Regions from separate parts of the Mus musculus genome. Here region 2 is linked to region 1. Evidence: chromatin contacts called from public promoter capture Hi-C data. All regions are on one chromosome and are shown on one strand. The core of a region is the stretch at or near the end of the contact, and the rest is flanking DNA. Distances in the headings are between cores, read along the strand shown.

Region 1 (7,431 bases), core at 1,898-4,397:
GGGAGGGAGAGGGGCAAACAGTGGAGACTATAGCTCTGCCAGGCTTTGTCTTCAGCACACACCTTTGCTTCCCTTGCCTCTGCCTCCCAGCTACAGTTAATTACCAGGTGCTTTCTAACCAGACAGTAGAAAGGCTTCTTCTACTGAAGTCTTTTCTTCTTCTTTTTCCTCTGACACTTCTTCCCTGACATAATCAGACCTCTCACAGCAGTAGGGGAAATTCTCTGGGAAGAGGCTACAACTTGACAAAACCTGCCCTTTGCCACGGTTCTCCCTTACGCTGGTACTGTATAGCCAGCCACTCACCCTATTTACTACCCCATACCTCCCCAAGTTATCTACCTACAACACTGACCAGGTCACTTCCTTCTGCAGACTGTGGCAAGTTCACAGAAAGAAGCTCAAATACATAATGGTGATGCAAGAACTCCTGTCAGCATCTGAGCTGAACCCCCACCTTTCCAACCCTCTCTCACTTATCTGCCTACACCAGAGGCAGGCAGAGACACCCTCGTAGGTCTCTCTGCAGGCTGTGATCTTTGATGCCTCCAATGAAATGTTTTTTCCTCAGTAAAAGCTTCACTCATCTTCAAGCAGCTTTGGTAACCCTCCTCTCTGCTTCCACGTTTTGCATGCAATTAATTATAGCATTTAAGTCATTCACTGTAATTTAGACTTTGCAAGGTGAATCTTGCCATATTCCCTTTTTCCTTACCCCGACCCTCTACAACCGCCCCCCCCCACCATCTTCCTGCCTAGTGTAAAATACAGCAAAGCTTCAATAGAATGTCCAATAATCAATATTGTAAAACACAAACCACACGTTGAGAAATGACACAATTATTCCATACCAGTTTATTTTAGATAATGTGCTTCAAAAACTTTATCATAAATAACCTTTCACATCATAAAATAACTTAGTAAGATTTATAATAAAACTTCTGAGAATTTAACATCTCATCAAAATACATTTAAACTGTGGCTTGAAAATATGATTAATCCTCTTTTACTTTCCTTTTATTTGAGGGCATAAAGACCAAAAAAAAAAAAGAAAAAAAATACCCAAACTATTGCTATACATTTAAAGTTTCAACAAAGCAATATTTGGCTTATTTGAAAGTAACCTGGCCATCCTAAATTAGCAGTTTTCTTTCTTGCAGTGCTTTGTAGTTTTTGTCCCTTTTGCCTTGGATTTCTCTTTTCTCGCAGCTTCCTTCTTCAGGCTCACCTCTCTCTCCCTCTGCAAAGTCATCTCTGAGCCCTCGTGCAGTTGAACTCGGCCCCTTGACATCAGTTTCTGTAATCCTTGCATCAGCGTGGGGAGTGACTGCTTGAGTAACTACAAAGGTATTTCAAAACTTCAGTGCAATTTGGTTCAGTTATTTCCATTCGGATGCCATCACCGTTCCGGGAGATTAATCACGGGCACCCACTGATCCATGTAGCGACTTTCCCGGCAAAAACAAATAAGTTGACTTAAGGCAGGATCCTTCCATTGTGATGAATGTGGGTTCTGTGAACAGATTTTGAAAAAATTACTTCCCCGGAAAATAATCAGCTTCTGCTACTAATTGTGCTACTTTTGAAAGGGCCAAACCCCGAACATTCTGTTAAAAACAGCATCTAGCATAGTCTAAACACCTGTAACGTGCACGGAACTACACAGAGTTTTGCATATTAACTACCCCATTCTGCATGAGGTTACCATTCTTAAGACCTCCCTTCCAAGCATGTACCCTGGTGGGTCATAAGTAAAAGACTCCTGAAAAGCATTCTCAGGCTGTGTGCACGGTGAGGGCTGCAGGGCAGGCAGCTGCTGAACTCTTATCTTCCCTGACGATGAATAGCACATTTTACTGGCAGCAACAAGTAACCAGGCAGTCACTTCCCTACACAAGTCAGAAGAGAAAGAGTACAAAAACAAAAAACCAGAAGACCTAGACAGCACGGTTCTTTCTGAAAACACTATCAACCCACCACACATTTTTAAGCGGTGGGGAGGAGGGAGCTCGTTTAAACAAACTCAAGAGCAGCAAAGAAAAGAATTCCACTCGGTACACTTCAGAGTATCTATCTATATCCAGGGAATTAATAAGGTCTGTCTCCTACACCACTTCTACCTTTAGCTTTGACAGCAAATGAAGAATGAAGCTAACTTCTTAACGAAGGGTAAACCGGGAATTTATTTGGCTTTATCTAATCTGTTCTGCTCAAAGAATTAGCCACGCGAGGTTGTGCAGAGGTAAGCAGAGGTAGCAGCTGGGCAGCTTGCTGACTCACAGGGATATCTTCCGCCGCTGGAGGCCACCCACGAGCTTAGACACGCTCCGTACCCTATCACAACCCCCGCGAGATCAGCGTTCAGCTCGGACAAGGTCCACCCCAGCAGATTCTGGGCTGCAGCCCCGGGTCTCTTACCGTCACCAGCACACAGTGCAGGTCCGGGGTCTGCGCGGCGCCCCCGCTCTCCGCCGGGCCCGCGTCGTTCTCCAGTAGCAGCAGCTCAGCTAGCCGACCCGGGTTGCTGACCCGCAGGATGTTGATGTCGTTCTCGCAGCAGAACGCACGGATGAGGGTGAAATGGATCTGCAGAGCCACATCCCGGTCGTCGTCTTCGTCAGCAGCCAGCAGGCACAGTACCACGTTATCGGGGTCTCTGCGGGCAGCGGGGCAGCGGTGAGTTGCATACGCTCAGGGGGGCGCGGGGTAGAGGCGGGTGGGTGGGCGAGCGGGGAACGCGGGCCACTTACACGTTGAGCAGCTTGGCAGCCTCGTACACGCCGACCGTAATGGTGCGCTGACTCCGAGCCTTGCTGAGCACTTCCTCCAGGGCATCGCCCACCGTGTCCATCCTGCGGGCGGCAGGGTGAGAGCGGGTCAGCCGGGTCCCCGGACGCGAGGCGGGAGGGGCGGCGGCCACCGAGTCGGCAGGCACACTTACCTTTCGGTCTTCTGCTCTGCAGCCGAGAATTCCTCCAAAGTCATATTGCAAGTGCGAGTCCCTCCCTCGGCGCGCGGGCTGCTCCTGGCCCCCACAGTGCGCGGCGCCGGCTCTGCGCTCGCTCCCACCCTCCCTTCTCCGCTCCGGCCGGCCGGCTGCTCGCCTAGCCTCGCTGGGGAACTCTGCACTGCTGCCTCGGGGCCACTGGAGGACAAAGGGCCCGATTCCGGAGATATGGGGCTAGCCCTCAGCCAACCAGGTCCAGCTTCATTTGCATGCAGTCAGGCCATTGGGTTATGCAAATTAGCAGACGTTGACACCCAGACCCTCGCTCCACCAAAGCAAGGCAGAGTTGAGCGGAAAGGGGCGGAGCTACGCGGGAGGGAGCCCACGGGACGAAGGTGGTGCTGAAACCCGGTTGGTGGGGTCCTGAGCCAGCTCTAGGTAGTTTGTGGAGCCTTCTGGTGCGGAGGGCTTTGCAGTGGTTCAAGTGTCCTCAGCTCTGACTGAAACAGCCTGCCAATTGTTTTTCTGGTTGTGGACATCTTTTGATTGTCGTTTCGTGCCCTTTGTGTTAAGGGGCTGCTTTTTAAATTTTACTTCCAGGGATTAATGCACTCCAGTCTAGCTGTTGTTAGTAAGCATATTTTTAAGTGTCCAGACATGCCGGGCAAAGCTTGCTTCAGTGTTTATATGCAAGTTTCAGGTAAACCTGCTTATTCCCAGTAGTAGTCTTTTGGTGCCCTGATGGCTGGTTTGATTTGGTTTTGGTTGGTTGTGAGAATTTGAAACTCCAGGGAGAAGAAAAAAAAAAAAAAAATCGCATTTGTGTGTAGTGGTGGCACAGTACCAAGTTGGAATCTTTTCCACAAAAAGTTGGTGAAATTTCTGCCTACTCCATGTAAGGTGGGGAGCTGGTGATCGCATGTTTAACGAGCCAAATTCACCGTTCTTAGAATCCTTCCTGAAGAAGGCTCCTTCTGATCAAGTAAGAGCTAAGAGAGAAATTCTGTGGTATTCAGAGGTGCCATCATGGAAATTCGAGGTGCTCACGATGTTCCCTGAGCGTCCCATCACAGGCAGAAGAGTATGACACCACCTTTACTGTCTATGAGCTCACTCTGAATTACTGAAGCTGAATCATGAAGCTGTAACTGTAGTACATTTTAGCCATGTGCTCAAATTTCACCTTTGAGATAATAGCAACTTGTAGGTAGAAGGCAAACCCTCGTAACTGCAAGCAGGAGTTACAAAGTAAAAACAATTTTTAATGCAAACTTTTACTGGATAGCTCAAAACTCTCTTTGTTTTATGAGCTTATTCAGTAAATACAAAAGCATTGCCTGAACCTACTAGTCACGGAGAGTGGTGAAATTGCAGCCCATATGCTTGCATTCTTAACAGTGCTAATATTGAGGTCACTGGGTAGCTTACAGTTACAGAAGTAAATTTTGCAGAGGTACATGTGAGTTATCCTTAAGATTTTTTTTGCGGGGGGAGGGGTGGTTTTTCGAGACAGGGTTTCTCTGTGTAGTCCTGACTGTCTTGGAACTCACTTTGTAGACCAGGCTGGCCTCGAACTTAGAAATCCGTCTGCCTCTGCCTCCCGAGTGCTGGGATTAAAGGCGTGCGCCACCATACCCGGCAAGTTTTTATTCTTGTGGACAAAATATTTTCAAATTCTCTTAATCTTAACTTAATGGATAATTTATAGGTTGGTTTTCTAGTTCACTTATTGGAGATGTCCCCAAGAGACAAAAGTTGAGTAAAGGAGCAAATGTCAGTGTATGACTTACCCTGGGTGCTGTGTACCTCATACTTACGCCTTAAAGCTTTAAATGGCGATGCTTTGTTAAAGAATCCCTTGGGACTGGGGAGTTGGCTCAGTGGTTAAGCACACTGGCTATCCTTCCAGAGGTCCAGAGTTCAATTCCCAGCAACTAAATGTGGCCCACAATCATCTATAATGGGATCTGATGCCCTCTTCTGGCATGAGGTGTACATGCAGTTAGAGCACTCAAAAGTAAATAAAGCGGAGAGGGGAGGGGAGGGGAGGGGAGGGGAGGGGAGGGGAGGGGAGGGGAGGGGAGGAGAGGAGAGAGAGAATTTCTCTACCATTGGGGGCCTGGGATTCTAGGTCAGTGGTAGAGCAGTTGCCTAGCTTGTTCCAGGCCCAGGCTCAGAATTTGATCTCTAGCCCTACAAAACAGCATCAGGGGCAAAATCTCAATATTGAAGTTTAGGCTTCAATTTCTATGGTTAACAGTGACCGTTACCTTAATGGTGATCAAGAGCCATTACTAAAACAAGCCTCTGGGCGTGACTGTGATGGGTCATCTAGATTAGGATGGATAAAACCATTCCATGGGCTCGGGGTCTTCACTGCATGTAAAAAGGAAAACAGCTACACTGAGCATGGTCATTCTTGGTTCATTCCTGACTGAGGATGCCATGTGACCAACCACCTCTAGCTCTGGCTGTCAAGCCTTCCCCATGATGGACTAACTGTACCCAGGAATAAACGCTTCCTTTCTTAATTTTGTTCCAGGAACAATACAGGTAACTGGCACTAAAATACCATCTTTAAAATACCATAATGACACAAACCACTCCGAGTCACCATTTGGAGACTAATGAACTGTGTTCCCTAGAACTCCAGGGCTCTACCCATTAGACATTTCTTAGAAGTTCTCTGGAAGGATGCAGCTGACAAAGAATTAGAAGATGATGTGACAGCAGAGACTATGACTTCATCAGCTTGGTGTCCTCAACACCCTACATTCAGTAGTACAGTGGGTGTCATGAATTAAAAAGAATCTGAGAATTAATCACCACCTCATGACCCTACAGTCCTGTGCATGAATTCTCAGAAAAGTCACCTTTAACATCACTTCAAAAATATAAGCCCTAAAAAATTTCTGGTCCTTTCTCTACAAAGACCTCATGATCTACTTGGTATGTCCATTGTATTAATCAGGGTTCTTTAGAGTAGTGGAACATATAAAATCAATATATATGTATGCATATGTATATACACACATACATATATACAAAGGGGATTTATTAGGTTGACTTACAGGCAGTATGTAGTCCAACTAATACAACAATGGCTGGCTATGAACAAAAAGTCCAAGAATCTAGAAGTTGTTCCGTCCTTGAGGCTAGATGTCTCAGTTGGTCGTCTGAATGTGCTGGGATCCCACTAAAGTAGGCTCTAATGGCAGTGAAGGAATAGACATGCTAGCAAGGCTAGAGCAAGCAGGCGATGAGCAAAAGCTTCCTTTTTCCATGTCTAAGCTTCCCACACAAGGTATGGCCCAGATAAAAGGTGTGCCTTTCCCACCTCAAGACCTGTATTAAAGGAGTGTGTCTTGTCACCTCAAGGTCCATATTAAAGGAGTGTGTTTTCCTGCCTCAGGATCTGGATTAGAAGTGGATCTTCCTATTTCAAATTAAGCAAAAATTTCTTCACTGGGGTGCCCTCTGTTTTTGAATTTTAGATAATTCCAGATGTACTGAATGAAGTTGACAACCAAGAGTCGCCATCACACCTATGTTTCAACTGGATTTTAGGACAAAATGGTATTCACTGTCATCAGCTAGTTATGCTGAACGTCCCATCTCATCTGAATGGAAGCTGAGTCGAACCATGCACTGTTTATGCAATTCAGATGAAACATAGGACTATAGTGTCCCATTAAAGGCAGCTATTTGAAGTTTAAAATGGGTATAACATAGCAAAAGTATAGTATTTATCCCTCAAAAACTATACTTAATGCTATGTTTAGCCTTATTGTTAAAAAAATGGCATTTTATCCAAATCTGGTATTCAAAAACTGTTCATGTCACACACTCTGACTCAGCCAAGCTTGTGTTACCTCATTGCTGAATTTCCCTAGAATGTTTCATCAGTGATTGTCTTCTGTGAGTATTATGGTTGGAAGGAGGAATTGCACTCAGCCCGCCTGCTTGCTTGCAGCTTTATATTAGAGTCCTGGATTATATTCCACCTAACGAGTCCAGTATGTAGAGATATTGCTTTAGATAGGGTTTCTTTTGCTGTGATAAAATCACCATGGCAACTTGGGAAGGAAAGGGTTTCCTTGGTTTACGTATCCTGAATCACAGTCCACTGGGGGGAAGCCAAGGCAGGAACTCAAATCAGGAAGGAGCCTGGAGGCAGGAGCTGCTGCAGAGCCCACGGGAGAGTGCTGCTTGCTGCCTTGCTTCCCATGGCTTGTTTAGACAGCTCTCTTACAGAACCTGTGGTCAGCTCAGGGATGGCACCTCTTACAATGGGCTGGACCCTCCCACATGAGCCACTAATTAAGAAAATATGCTACAGACTTACCTGTAGCTCAATTTTATGGAAGCAGTTTCTCAATTGAGGTTCTGTCCTCTCGGATGGCTCTAGTTTGTGGCAAATTAACATAAAACTAAGCAGCACGGTTACTGTTTGTTTCTGACAGAGTCTCAAGCTCTCAATCCTT
Region 2 (7,326 bases), core at 4,448-6,947, 3.8 Mb after region 1:
GGGCACGGGTGTGAGCTTTGATTTTTGCTAGGAGGGAGGGAAGGAGCAAGAGAGACACATAATTAAGCAATGCTGGTCAGACTTTGCTCTCTGTTGGATCCCTATCACAGTTAAGATGCCTGCCTCAAAGACATCCTTCTGGCTGGAATAAACCCAGCATGAAAGGACTACTACTTACAGGGTGACTTCATCACACAGCAATTACGTCCCTAGCTTCCAACACTAAGGCTGCCATCCTAAGAAAGAGAAGATACCTATGGCCAGATGATAGGACCACAAAGAAAAACCAACAGGACACTGTCAAAACCAATATGGAGCTTGGCTCCTAAGCAACTTCCCGGAACACCCTACTTCAGGCTATGGCAAAACCACCACCAACAGAGCAGCAGCTGACATTGAACACTGCCTGGACTAGCAGTTCTCAGCCTGTGGGTCTCAACCCCTTTGGGGTCAAATGACCCTGTCACATGGGTCACAAATCAGATATACTGTATGTCAGATATTTACATTATGATTCATAATAGCAACAAAGTTACAGTTACAAAGTAGCAATGAAAATAATTTTACGGTTGGGCATCACCACAACATGAGGAACATGAGGGTCACAGCATTAAGAAGGTGGAGAAACAATGGCCTAGAAGACCCACACTTGCCTTCCACCAAGAACTTATACCAACAAGACCTACATATCTTAATAAGCCAAATTTCACAACCATCCCTATTACCTAGAGACCCACTAGCTCACTTGCAACAATGCAAGAAAAAAACTGAAGATTTTGAAGTAAGCCAAGATTAATAGATTCCTTCAATAGAATTGTAGCACCTGCCTGTATTATGCAATCCTACAAGAATGTGTGCAATTTTACAGCTCTGTAAAGACTGACCTCAACCTGTAGAAAACTGTTAGTATATCTTGTCCATAAAGTTTAATTCACTGTGTTCTATGAAATGCAACTCATCATTACCCTATATTTATTATACAATAAATTTTAGTCCTTAAAAATTCATTTCATTTTATTCACATCCCATTAATTTAATATGTTGAATAAAATATTGATATAAGAACAGCTAATGTCCTTATCATGTTACCTTACAAAGAAAACCCTATCTACCACACACATACACACACAACCTCACTTTAAACAATTCAAGGAGTTAGATTGCTGAAAGAACACAGTTTCTCAAATTTCTTGGAGTGGGACAACTATTAGCAATTCACTTGGCAAGGGAAAGGCTATTGTGAAACTTCGTAGGAGGAAGAAACTAAGCCACAGTTAAAACCCCCAGTAATGTGCAAGGGTGGCCCCACGGCTCCAGGGCCCAGCATCCCATGCCTCATTTGTTCCTTCTCAAAATTAGACTAAATCTAAAACTAAAAGACAGAAAGAATGACCAACAACTACAAGGAGTTTAGAAATGTAAACAAATTAAATCCTGATGGCAATCACACGTAACACTAAAAATGTTTCTAGCTGGGCCTCTCCTACCTACAGCAGACTTTGCCCATCATTGTCTGTGGGCTTCTGTGGAGGGTGGGTGGGGGGCTCTTTTCAGATTATTGCATAAGGAAGTTCACAAGGCAATGTTAAAGGCAGTAAATGGTAGCACTGTGCAAGCTGTGGGGTTTTTAAAAAAGGGACAGAGGGAAACTGTACTTTTGCAAGGAAATCCTCACTTAAGCTTTAGAAAGTCACAGGCACTTTTTGTTTGTTTGTTTTTGTTTTTGTTTCGAGACAGGATTTCTCTGTATAGCCCTGGCTGTCCTGGAACTCACTCTGTAGACCAGGCTGGCCTCAAACTCAGAAATCCACCTGTCTCTGCCTCCCAAGTGCTGGGATTAAAGGCATGCGCCACCACACCCGGCAAGTCTCAGGCACTTAAACCCAGGGATTTAAGGCAGTCATTCTTGGCCAATCCAGTCTGTCAGGAACTGGCCTGCAGTCTTGCCTGTTCACCAAGTAGCTGGGTTGACTCCACCTGCCAGAGCCTTGACATTATCGCTGTGGGCAAACTTCTTGCTGCCTTCACAATTGTATCTTGATCAGCAGCAGCTCCCAGGACAACAGACTGAGGGGCTTCCTGAGGTTTCTGTTGAATTCTTGTAGAGATCGAATTCTCAATGCTGACAGCAAACAGGCCATCACCCTTACTTGCACCAGCAAACGGGTGGAAGACAGGAGGTTCTGGCTACAGAACACATGGTAGGATTTCTTTACCAACAGACACAGCCTGCACAGGTGGCTGCAGGAGAGGGATGAGCACTAGGAAGGGAGGGCACTCAATGTCTGTGTGTTGTTTGCTTGTTTATTGAAATAAGAGAGTCTCACTGGGTACTCCTGGCTGCCTTGGAACTATGTAGACCAGGATGGCCTCAAACTCAAGAGATCTGCCTGCCTCTGCTATCAAGTAATGGGATTAAAGGTGTACACCACACCCAGCAATTTGCGTTTTAAACCTGGTAGAAGCCATCACACCCAGCAATTTATGTGTCTTTTAATCTGGTAGAAGCCCAGGTTAACATATTCTTCCAAACTCACCAAATAAACCAAGAGGCTCAGCCTACCTACCAGAGCCAACTTTACCGATTTCACCTGCCAGGATGCCATCGAGAAGGCAGTGCACCTAATAAAGTCATCAGCTGTCCCACGAACTCAAAATGCAAGGGAGTCAAATAAAGGAACCTAACAAAGTATTTAAGACAGCTAAATATCAAGATGTGAAGTATCCAAATAATAGTGAACACCTCCATTTCTTAAAGCCTAGGTAAACGTAACCTGACCTTCACATTTGACCTGAGGCCAAATCTGATTACCAGACTCCTCTTTAGCTCACATCAGTCCTAGGAGGCATGTAGCACAAAGGTCAACTCAGTACATCAGACAGGCTCTATTCTAGATGAACTGCAGGGTCTGCCAGATCTTGCCACCTTCAAACAAAATAACAGGTCCGGGAGTGAGTGCCATAGCCAAAGCCAAATTGGTGAATCGCTACCTGCAAACTGGCCTGACAGCTGATAACCCTCCTAAAAGGCAATGCTAAACAGCATGCTATCAAGTCCAATGTGGTAATCTCATGACTCTATAAGGCTGGCTTCGATGGGCTAAGGCTCTTGGTGTATTTGGTGAGTTTGGAATAGTATGTCAGTAAAACAGGCTTCTACCAGATTAAAAACACAAAAACTGCCAAGTATGGTGATGTATCCCTTTAATCCTAGCATTAGAAAGGCAGAGGCAGGCAGATCTCTGTGAGTTTGAAGCCAGCCAAGTCTACATAGTAAATCCCAGGGCAGTCAAAAATACCTAATAAGACTCTGTCTCAAAAAAAAAAATACTAATAATAATATTAATACTGTCTGCCCACTAGTTTCCTCAGGCTAAGCCAATCTCAAATCAAAGCCCAGGCTCCACAGAGAGCAAAGGATGAAGAAACAAACCATGAAGATAGCAGAGCTGTATACACTAACCCTTCTGAGGTAACTACACCTTTAGAATCAGGCAGGTCTGGACCTGGTGACAAAGATTCAACTGAGAATTCTGAGTTCTCCATCTACCCTGGAGTAGAAGTAGCCACGGTGGAACACCAGCGGGCTGAGGGGACTGGAAACCCCACACTCAGAGAGCCTACGAAAGGGCCACCAAACCCACAACCCCCAACGTCCATATCAGTGTTCCCACTCCACACAACTTACTGACCACTGCCTAGGCAGCCCTCACTGTACCCAATGCTGAATGTATAGATAGCACTAAGTCTCCTCCCACAGCTCACAGGGACTTGGGCAAGAGAAACGCACAGAAAAACTAGAACATAGGTCACGCTGAAGTGTCTGGGAGTCCAGATCAGAGGGAGCTGGGTGTGCCACCTACCTATAATGCCAGCCCTTGGGAGGCAGAATCAAGTGGGTAAAGCTGAGTGGTGATACACACCTTTAATCCCGGCACTCGGACAGAAGCAGGTAGATTTCAAAGCTAGCACAGTCCACATATCAAGTTCCTCCCTTGAGATGTGCTAGCCAGCCAGTCAGAGGGGAAGGGAGGGTTTCAAAGCCAACCTGAGTTTCAAAATAGGAAGAGGAAATCGTTGTCTCCTAGTCTCCTTAAGAAAAAAGCCAAGGGAAAACTGAAAGTAGTAAAGTCCTTTGAATATGGCTGGAACATGAGGGGAAGGCTTGCAGATTTTAATTTAGTCAAATACATAACGATAAGGCAAAGGTCAAGGAGACGTGTACCACTAAACATTAACAGGATAACTAAGATAATGGGCTCTCCTGAGGTATGGATTTCATTTATCAATCTATTAAGTCACTTCACAAAGGCATTTTGAAATCTCTCTTTACTGTCCCAGTTTTACCCCTGTGGCACTGTGTTCCAAACACAGAGCCAAATTACACATTTTAAATTCATATTCATACCTCACACCTCTTAATTCAAGTATAAAATCCTATGCTAACTAGATGAGCAAAAAGCTACCCTAGAACAGAAGGGCATAAGAGCCCTGCCTGAAACAAAAATGGTGTTCTTCTATAGAACAGGCAAGCCTGAGGTTATCAGACCCGGCCCCGCCCACTCAGGCCACCCTCACCCTAGGCAGGAAGATAAAGCTCTAAGAACAGTGTCTTTGCAAAGTAACTTTGGGCAGCATAGCTTTAACAAGTGAAAAGAATTCCCTTTAACGAAGATACGGATTCTGATAACGCGATCTAAGAAATAGAAAACAAGACCAGGAAACTTCACCACAGGGCAACAGAAGTAATACAATTAAGATAATTAACCTGCTACATACGGGATAGCAAACCCACCTACACTAAGAGTCCACTCAGAGCACCACACCAGCCACTTAACAAATGTGGACACAGCCTTACTAACTTCAAAACATCTGGACCCCTCCTAAAAAGCAGCACCTCCAGATGTCTGGCCACCCGGCCCTGTCAACAGTAACCTGATGGCTTCTTTGTAAAGACAGCACTCTAGCTCCTCAGCGGGAGGAGCTGAAAAGCCTGTTTGGAGTAAAATTTCAAAACACTTTGCAAAACAGCCCTCCGCTGGCTTCGCGGTAAGTGAGAAGTGAAGAACAGCAGCCTCGGGGCTCACCATTTTCAATGGGCTGATTAGGAGGCACGCATTAACAGCCTGACAAGACTCTAAAACAGAGCACAGCCAGGCTCTACTGTGCACCCAGTTCCAGCCGGACAGGGAATCTTTGTAGAAAAGGCTCCAGTTGGGGGAAGAGTTGACACCCACCCATTCGGGGTCTAGAAGGCCTTTCAAGGGTTGGGAAGAACAGCGCGAATTCGGGTACAAGGCTCATCCTCTCCCCTCTCTCGCAACCCTCGCCCTTTCAGGAGTCAGGCGCACCCTGGCAGTGCCCTGGGCGCGCAGCACGAAGCCATCACGCCGTCACCAGCTGCCCACCTTCACGTGGTTCTCCACCGCCGTGTGGCTCGCCAGCTTCTTAGCCTCCTCGGCCTTGGACATCGTGGAGGGGGCCGGGCCGCCCGCGCTCGAGCCTCCCTTGTCGCCGCGGGTCTCCGAATGTGCACGCCCCGGCAACTGCACGTGGGAACCCGAGAGGCCCCAGTTGTTCCCGCCCCCGCCCGAGGCCGCGCCCCCGGCCCGCCCGGGCAGTGGGGCCAGGACCCGCCCGTAGAGGGTGCTGAAGGGCCCGGGGCGCTGCATCCCGCCGCCTCGCTCCAGCCTCTCCGGCCGCCCCACCCCCAACTCCTCCGGAAACCCGCTCGCTTGCGCAACCTGCCCCGCGCGTATTACTAAATGCGTGTTGCTGGGAAATGTAGTCCTACGGCGACAGTGGTTCCTAGGCCCTTCTGCATTCGGGACTACAAGTCCCACAATACGATCGACCCTAGTGTGCAAATCGCCCGCCTTGACTCCAGACTTTCTGTCCGGAAGGTCCGGGTAACTGCTGTCTAGGAAGCTAATAACTCCCTACCTTGGGGTCAAGTGTTTACACCTTTAGGTGAACTCCAAGAACCTTTCCGGCTGTACGCGTATTCTAGAAAAAGAGAGAGACACTATTAAAAACCTGACCTTGTTTGCCCAGCAAATGAGAACGTTGCTGTGTTGTAAGCGAATCCTCAGGCAAGTGGTTCTACCAACACAACGGCCTTTTTTTAAAAAAAATCTTTTAATTACATTGTATTATTTAGGTTGTGCTTGTGGAGGCCAAAGAACAACTTGCAGAAGTCCGTTATCTGACCGTCTTGGTAGTGTCAGTCAGTACTTTACCGGCAGAGCCATCTTCTTACAGTGCTCTAGAGTCACTCATTGATGACACACTTGGGACTCCCAGGTCTTCTGATGTCTGTGCTAGACCTTCACAAACCCAAGGTTACAAGTTCAATCAGTAACTCCCGCCTTGGACATTGTTCTGCTCTTGGTATTGGATGCAGGGTGTCTAAATGGAGCCCGGTCACGAGCGCACAGGCCAGTGTACCTTATCGGGCTTCCCCTTTTCTGCCTTTAGTTTGCTGCAAGTTCTTGGTCTCATTCAGCAGTCCCAGTGGCCTGAACTCACTGTAGAGTTCAGTCCAGGCTGGCCTGGAACTTGGAGCATTTTTCCTGATATGGGATTACATCACCAAATAGGTCTGGAAGTCCTTTTTGTTGTTTTGTTTGTGTGTTTTGAGACAGGATCTCTCTTTGCAACCATGGCTGTCCAGGAACTCTGTAGACCAAGATGCCCTTGAACTCACCGAGATCAGCCTGACTTTCCTTCCCCAGAGCAGAGGTTAACGGTGTGTGCCTGCAAAAGGCATGTGCCAGCAACCCCCAAGAGCTAGAATGTTCCAGGAACCCTTAGGAACAATAAAGACCGGTCACAATGCTTTTTTGCAACTTTTATAACCTGAGTTTTATCTTTATCAGACTGTAATCCTGCCCAAGGCACTCAGAAACCACTCGATAGTCTCCTTTACCAAAAAAAAAAAAAAAAAGAAGAAGAAAATTCTTCAGCCACCATTACAAATGTAACTTCAGGACCCACCATAATCAGGTGTGCCGCTATTGATTGGACACTTACATGAGACTCCCTCTTGAGGAGACCACATCCATACAAGGGTAGTATCGTAGAATTATTATTGTTGCTGTGATGAAACACCATGACTAAAAGCAACTTGGGGAGGGCAGGGTTCATTTGGATTATATGTCCTGAATCACAGTGCACTGAGGGAAACAGTGTCAGGAACCTGGAGGCAGAGGTGCTGTTTACCGGCCTGCTCCTCACAGCTTACTCAGCCTGCTTTCTTGCAACACCCAGAACCACCAGGACAGATGGAGCCCCACCCACCATGGGCTGGGTCCTCTCATACCAATC

What was found. Promoter capture Hi-C pulls out the DNA fragments that hold promoters and counts their contacts.
Region 2: a promoter capture Hi-C map of cranial neural crest shows a contact between it and region 1. The contact joins the promoter of Rpia here to the promoter of Gadd45a in region 1. A contact is called at or near these places in 2 of 39 promoter capture datasets (cranial neural crest and pre-B cells) and 1 of 484 Hi-C or Micro-C datasets (CD4 T cells).

The regions. Positions count from the first base shown.
Region 1 is chr6:67,034,260-67,041,690 of GRCm38.p6, forward strand. It overlaps Gadd45a (growth arrest and DNA-damage-inducible 45 alpha), which reads right to left and starts at 3,148. Exons shown (of 4, transcript NM_007836.1): 1 at 2,942-3,148; 2 at 2,751-2,852; 3 at 2,419-2,656; 4 at 837-1,513. The coding sequence starts at 2,985. The coding sequence ends at 1,400. It overlaps E230016M11Rik (RIKEN cDNA E230016M11 gene), which reads left to right and starts at 2,340. Exons shown (of 7, transcript NR_040278.1): 1 at 2,340-2,676.
Region 2 is chr6:70,786,478-70,793,803 of GRCm38.p6, forward strand. It overlaps Rpia (ribose 5-phosphate isomerase A), which reads right to left and starts at 5,698. Exons shown (of 9, transcript NM_009075.2): 1 at 5,409-5,698. The coding sequence starts at 5,672.